Regions from separate parts of the Podarcis muralis genome. Here region 2 is linked to region 1. The links are chromatin contacts, called in public Hi-C maps. All regions are on one chromosome and are shown on one strand. Each heading gives the region's core, a stretch centred on a gene start, on an enhancer-like site or on the middle of the called end of the contact. The rest is flanking DNA. Distances are from core to core; before and after follow the strand shown.

Region 1 (3,223 bases), core at 196-2,695:
ATTAGATGTGCTGTCACTGACTGCAGCCTCCAGTTGTCAAAGCTGCCTCTTTCATCTGATCACTCAGGTATGTAAGTGTAGTGGTCAAATAATCCCCTGTAAATGACCGTATTTACACCTCCAGCCCTCCCTATCCTTTTAACACTGGGGAGATGACAAAGGGAAAGCCTCAAATGTCCCGTCCCCCCCAACTTCACTCCGGCCATTTCCCAAATTTCTTCAGGGGTACCTTCAACATGGTCCCAATTTAAAGTTTTCTCAGTTGACAGAAAGGGTTTGAGGAACTAGAATTCCCTTCGGGCTTTACTACAAGCCCAAGGCCTAGAACCTATCCCGGCTCCTATCTCGTCTCCTACGGCAAGGGAAGACGGTCAGCGGCACTCGGGAAGCCTTTTCGGACTCGGGTTCCGGCCGCTTACCGCCATCCCATGGGTTTCGCTCGGGGGGGGGGGAGGGAAAAAAGAAAAAACAATGCCGCCCTCCGCCTCCTGCGGCCCGCATCGGGCCTAGGCCTCTCGCTTCCTTGCCCCGCCGCCAAGCGCCTCTCGCCGCCTCAGCTCGCGCTCAAGCCCTCGCGGTCGCGGGGGTAAGAGAGCAAGCAAGAGCCAGAGTCGCCGCCGCCCCCTTGCCCCTTCCCGGCCCGCCGCGCGCGGAGCAGAGCGAAGGGAAGCGGTTGGCTCCCCTCCCCCGCGGCCTGCAGCGGCGGCCGAGGCCTGCGCTCGAGTAGTTTCGCTCGCCCTCCCACACTCCAGTTACTGCCGCCGCCGCCGCAGGGGCCTATCGGTGTGTGGGGCTGCGGCGGGCGAAGAAGTCGGTACCTGGTAGGGCTGCGAGTCCCCCTTGCGGTCGTGACAGCTGGAAAGAGAGGAGAAAAAGACGTTACGTTAGCGAGCGACCGTTACTGGCCGTTGGTATTGAGGGTGGGGGGGGGGGGTAGGAAAAAGAGAGAGAGAAGAGAGAGAGTAAGACGGGAGGAGGGCGGAACGAGAAAGGGGGTTATTTACCCATCATTGAGTCTTTGCTTATTCCTCGCATACATTACCATCAATGCCCGGCCTGTGTGTGAGAGACTGAGGGGACCAGGAGGGCGCGGCCGGGCCACGGGCGCCGCCGAGGGGGGAGGGGGAGGCAGCGCTCCGACCGGGGACAGGGAAGAGGAGGAGGGGGAGGGAGGGAGGAGGAGGCGGAGGAGGGGCGGCTCAGGCAGCTCGGCTGTGAGGGGAAGCAGCGCTCACGGGCCCATCTCCTCCTCTCCGCACCAGCGAGAAGGAGAGGCGCCCCCACAGGACGGACACACGCGCACAGCCGGGCGCGGGAGGCACAAGGCGGCCGCGTCCCCTCCGCTGCTGCCACTGGCCGCCTTCGCTCGCTCGCTCGCTCGCCCTCCGCCGCCGCCGCCGCCAACACCTCCTCCCCCCTCCCTTCAGCTACAGCTCCAGCTCCCAACACTACCGCCGTCCGACTACATCCGGGAAACTCGGACGCCGCCGCCTTCGCTTAACGTCGGCTGATATCGGCTCTTTCCGCCAAAGCTCCTCCCATTCCATCCAGTCCTTTTTTTCTTTTTTGAACCCACCCTCTTTCTTAAGACTATGCCCCGCCTCCTCCCTTCCGGATGCTAAGGCGAGTTCCTTCGGGAAACATCGGTCATTTCCGTCAGGCTCCCACAAGCCCCCCCTTGGGTCGTTTGGTTTTTTTTAGCCTCCCTTCGCTCTCTGTTCGGTCGCTGCAGTTTCGGAAAACATCGGTAGTCTCTGTGCAGCCTGCAGCCCTCGCATTCGGGCGGCACCGGCTGTCTCCGTCACGGATTGCTATCTCCACTTCGACTATTTCCGCAAGGGGAAGGAGAAACGCCGCCACAATCGGTTATTCCCGTAGCTCCCCCCCATCTTAATCCTCCGAGAATGAGCTCCGGAAATACGCTCGGAAAGTGGTGGATAAATTCAAGCTAGGTGGCTTGGAGTTTTTCTTTGGTTCCTGTTTCGGCTGAACGACGTTCTCTGCTGGGATAACAGAAACGCGTTTTGTTCCATCCCCGACGAAGCCGAAGTTACCGGAGTTATTTAGTGGGCGTTACCGGAGGTGAGGATGGAGAACTAGAAAAATGTAGCTATGAATGGGACTTTCGTAGAATTATAGAGTTGGAAGAAGCCCGGGGGTCATCTAGTCCAAGCCCCTGTAATTTAAAACAAAACGTCACCAGAACCATTTCTGCACTGTGTGTAGTTTGTACAACAGTTTGAATCTCCAAGGAAAGCCTTCTGGGGTGGGGACACGAAAACGTCCTATTTGCATGCCTATCCAGGAGTAAAACGTGTTCAGGTATGCGTGTTCCCAGGTAACTAGGTAGACACGCTTCGCCCAGAGCCCTCTGTGGGCACTTAAGGCGCGATCCCATCCCGCTTGCCCGAGAGTGAGCGCCTATGGACCTAAATGGGATTTACTCCAAGCTCCACCGAGCTGAAGCGGGGCACAGATTTCCGAGCGAGCCTTTGCAGAAGCTACAGTCCCGGGCGGGCTTATTGAGCAAGAGGCGCCTTTGCTTCCAAACAACTAACGCTTGACTTGGGCGGGGCTGACGCCGCATCAACCCGCCGGGGCGTTTGCTTGCGGGAGGGGAAGAAGTAAGGGCCGCCGCGGCCTCAACGCTCGCAGTGCGCAGCCGCGGAGGTGTTCGCTTCCCTGTGTCCGCGCCGAGGTGCCCAGTGGCTGCTGCGGGCCCCGCCCCCTCTCGGCGCCTCATTCCCAGCGAGGAAGGAGGGTGACAACCGAGCTATTCTGGGAGGCACGTGGGCGGCCGCTGGTCTATTCTGGGTCCGGGGGAAAACAGCTGCCCGCAGCGCGGAGGCGAAGCAAGGAGGGCGGGTTGCCGGGGAGGCATCTCCGCCAACTGGTGGCTGGGCGCCGCAGCTGCTTGCTTTTCTTTTGCAGCTTTAGCGGAAGGTTTTGAGGGGAGAGAGAATACAGTGGTACCTCGGGTTAAGTACTTAATTCGTTCCGGAGGTCTGTACTTAACCTGAAACTGTACTTAACCTGAAGCACCACTTTAGCTAATAGGGCCTCCCGCTGCAGCCGCGCTGCGAGAGCACGATTTCTGTTCTCATCCTGAAGCAATGTTCTTAACCTGAAGCACAATTTCTGGGTTAGCGGAGTCTGTAACCTGAAGCGTATGTAACCCGAGGTACCACTGTGCAGCCAGCGCGAAGCTCCCTTTCCCCTTTAT
Region 2 (3,462 bases), core at 349-2,848, 400 kb after region 1:
TAGGGGCTAGAATATTTATTTATGACAGCAAACACCACTAGGGAGGGAATGCAGATCCTTAAACGACTTCATATCTAGGTACTTGGGAGTATCTCTCTAAAAGTGGGACTCACGAGGAGCGCCTGCTTGACAGACTTTAGTCTGTTCTTCACAAACATCTGCTGTCCCAATTTCAGTTGCTGAGCATTATGTGGAAACATGGGAAGGGCCCTATGCTCCATGGTGAAACGCCTTTTCACCTTCCAACAGGCCTGCCTGGCACCAACTCTAAACTGATTCCAGAACCAGGTCAAGTCCTGGTTATATTCCCTCAGGCATTTGTTGCCTAACACTGTAGTTTGTTTATTTTAAGAGCGGCATCTACTTATTGTTTTTGTGCCATTTTGAGTTACTGTTTTATAAACGAGCTACATTTCACAGCAAGGCCAAACAGCACCGGATAGGGCTATAAACATTTTAACGAGAGAGGAAAAAGACCATTTGAATCCCGATTTCTCCAATACAGTGGTACCTCGGGTTAAGTACTTAATTCGTTCCAGAGGTCCGTTCTTAACCTGAAACTGTTCTTAACCTGAAGCACCACTTTAGCTAATGGGGCCTCCTGCTGCTACCACGCCGCCGGAGCCCGATTTCTGTTCTCATCCTGAAGCAAAGTTCTTAACCCGAGGTACTATTTCTGGGTTAGCGGAGTCTGTAACCTGAAGCGTATGTAACCCGAGGTACACTGTTTAAGCCCAGGTTTCCAACTCTTACTTCGGCGTGTGATCCTACCCGTTGGCTCCTCACCTAGCAAGCCTAGCAAGCCTGACAGTGCCCTACTCTCCGCAGACACGTCGCAAAGACAAAGTTCAGAGAAGGGGCGAAGAAACCTTCGCGTGGTTGCCCGAGAACCAGATGCAATGGCTGCGAGGTAAGGGGATGAGCCCCGGGATGATGTTTGCAGAACCAAAAGGCTCCAATAATCAAGCAACAGGCCGGCGTGTGGAGGAAACCGAGCCTCTGTGCATATGCAGAAGGCGTCGCCCTGATCTGCGGAGACAACAAGCCAGAGGGGGAGCTTTGGCCGCCGAAGCCAAGGGAGGGGGCGCCCCCAGGGACGAGTGTCCCAAGGCAGGGGGCGTGGCGTCCAGTCCAGCTGGAGCCCCGCCACCCGCCCCTCCCTCCTCCTCGGGAGTAAAGGCCTGAATCCGGCCAAGGCTTCCTCGGGAGTAAACCCCATCCAAGTCCATAGGCAACAGCCCCTAATAAGCAAGGGGGGGCAGTTGCAGCGGGAGGGGGGTATTGGCCCCCTGCCCCTCTCTGGTGACAAGGGGAGCGGACGCGCCCTCAGGCCTGAGGGGGGCTGCTGGGGGGGGGGCGTCTGCCAGGCAAGGCCTACTCGGGGCGGGGCGGGGAGGAAAGCCGAGGCCGCAGGCGAGGCCTAGCGGGCAGGAGCCTCACCTAGACTTGCCGACGCCGCTCTCTCCGATGATGAGGATCTTCAGCGTGGTCAAAATATCCTCGTCCATCCCGACAACCGGAGGCCTCTGGCCCGACCGACCCAGCTCCTCGGTCCCTGCTACGCAGACTGCCACGTCTTCTGCGCATGCGCCCACCCCACCCCCTCCGACTCGCCCTTATCCGCCTTCCCCAGGCGCCGCCTTTGTGCGCTTGCGCGCGGAAGGGGCCTTCCGCATCCCAGCTCTTGGCTCCGCCCCTCCGCAGGTGGTGGTGTGGTGCGTCGCGCGAGCCGGTCGGCTCCTGGGGCGCAGGCGCGACGCCCGGCCTGTTTCCTCGCCGGTGTGACGAGCTTAGGAATAAGCCTTCAAAGCGCAGCGGCGGGTGGAAGGAGGCGTCCCGAGGAGAGCTCGCTGAAAGCACGGGAAGGAAGCTGCACGGCGCCGAGCCTGACTTGGCCCAGGCTCCCCAGAGTTTCAAAGAACAAGAGCCTTTCTTGTTCCCTGGCAGCACCTGGAGGCGACACGGCTTGCAAAGCGCCAGGCCCGCTTAAAACGCATTTCAGAGGCTGCGCTGCGTGTTGTCATGATGAGTCACGGAGCCACCGAGGCAGTTGTTGTTGTTATTTAGTCGTTTAGTTGTGTCCGACTCTTCGTGACCCCATGGACCAGAGCACGCCAGGCCCTCCTGTCTTCCACTGCCTTCCGCAGTTTGGTCAAACTCATGCTGGTAGCTTCGAGAACACTGTCCAACCATCTTGTCCTCTGTCGTCCCCTTCTCCTTGTGCCCTCCATCTTTCCCAACATCAGGGTCTTTTCTAGGGAGTCTTCTCTTCTCATGAGGTGGCCAAAGTATTGGAGCCTCAGCTTCACAATCTGTCCTTCCAGTGAGCACTCAGGGCTGATTTCCTTCAGAATGGATAGGTTTGATCTTCTTGCAGTCCATGGGAACTCAAGAGTCTCCTCCAGCACCATAATTCAAAAGCATCAATTCTTTGGCCATCAGCCTTCTTTATGGTCCAGCTCTCACTTCCATACATCACTACTGGGAAAACCATAGCTTTAACTATACAGTAACAGCATACAAGTACAGTACAGTATATGGCTGACATCAGTTATTCAGAAATGCTTATTTTTTAAACGCATTTTCTTAGGTTGGCATTGCCCGTCTTCTGGGTTTCACTTCCCCTTTTTTGAATGCCTAGAGCAGGTGGGCACACATTTTGCAATCATTTGACATCCAAATTGTCCAGGTGGCCTTAAAGGCAGGGCAGGAGATTCTGTGGCTCTTGGGATGTTGTTGGACTGGCAACTCCCATCAGCCTTGGCCAATTGTCGGCGATTATGGGAATTAAAGTCCAGTGGCATCTTAAGTGTCGCAGATTAATCACTCCTGCATTAAGGAAAATAACTACAGTAATTGAAGCTTTTGTGTTGTGATGGGTGTTGGGGAGTCCAAAACAGGGCAGTCAGAGTAGTCTGATGTCAAGGCTGCAGTGCGACTGGTTGCTAGTTGAGGGGGCACAGAGGGAACTGGCATGCAGATGCAGCCTGTGTATATTTCCATAGGCAGCAATCAGAGAGGCCACAGACAAGTAGCGTGGTCCGTGGTCCGAGACCAGGAAAAGATCAGATTCTAAGGCAGGGGTCAGCAAAGTTTTTCAGCAGGGGGCCGGTCCACTGTCCCTCAGATCTTGTGGGAGGCCGGACTATATTTGGGGGGGAAGAACGAATTCCTATGCCCCACAAATAACCCAGAGATGCATTTTAAATAAAAGGACACATTCTACTCATGTAAAAACACCCTGATTCCAGGACCGTCCATGGGCTGGATTTAGAAGGCGATTGGGTCGGATCCGGCCCCCAGGGCCTTAGTTTGCCTACCCATGTTCTAAGGGCAGCAGCTGCAAGTCCAAGGCAAGCAGGCATGCAATGAAAGGACAGCAACTGCTCTGTCCAATAAGTTGCTTAAAGTGGGGGACCAAAGACTCATACAAGCATAACTGGGGCCCTCTTGGCTTCCCAG

What was found. Hi-C and Micro-C count contacts between places; a contact is called where the count stands out from the background.
Region 2: a Hi-C map of tail shows a contact between it and region 1, with 3 times the contacts expected there. The contact joins the promoter of RAB18 here to the promoter of WAC in region 1. A contact is called at or near these places in 2 of 3 Hi-C or Micro-C datasets (blood and tail).

The regions. Positions count from the first base shown.
Region 1 is chr12:21,087,097-21,090,319 of rPodMur119.hap1.1, forward strand. WAC (WW domain containing adaptor with coiled-coil) reads right to left here and starts at 1,446. Exons shown (of 14, transcript XM_028751401.2): 1 at 1,005-1,446; 2 at 819-855. The coding sequence starts at 1,045.
Region 2 is chr12:21,487,287-21,490,748 of rPodMur119.hap1.1, forward strand. It overlaps RAB18 (RAB18, member RAS oncogene family), which reads right to left and starts at 1,599. Exons shown (of 7, transcript XM_028750517.2): 1 at 1,441-1,599. The coding sequence starts at 1,508.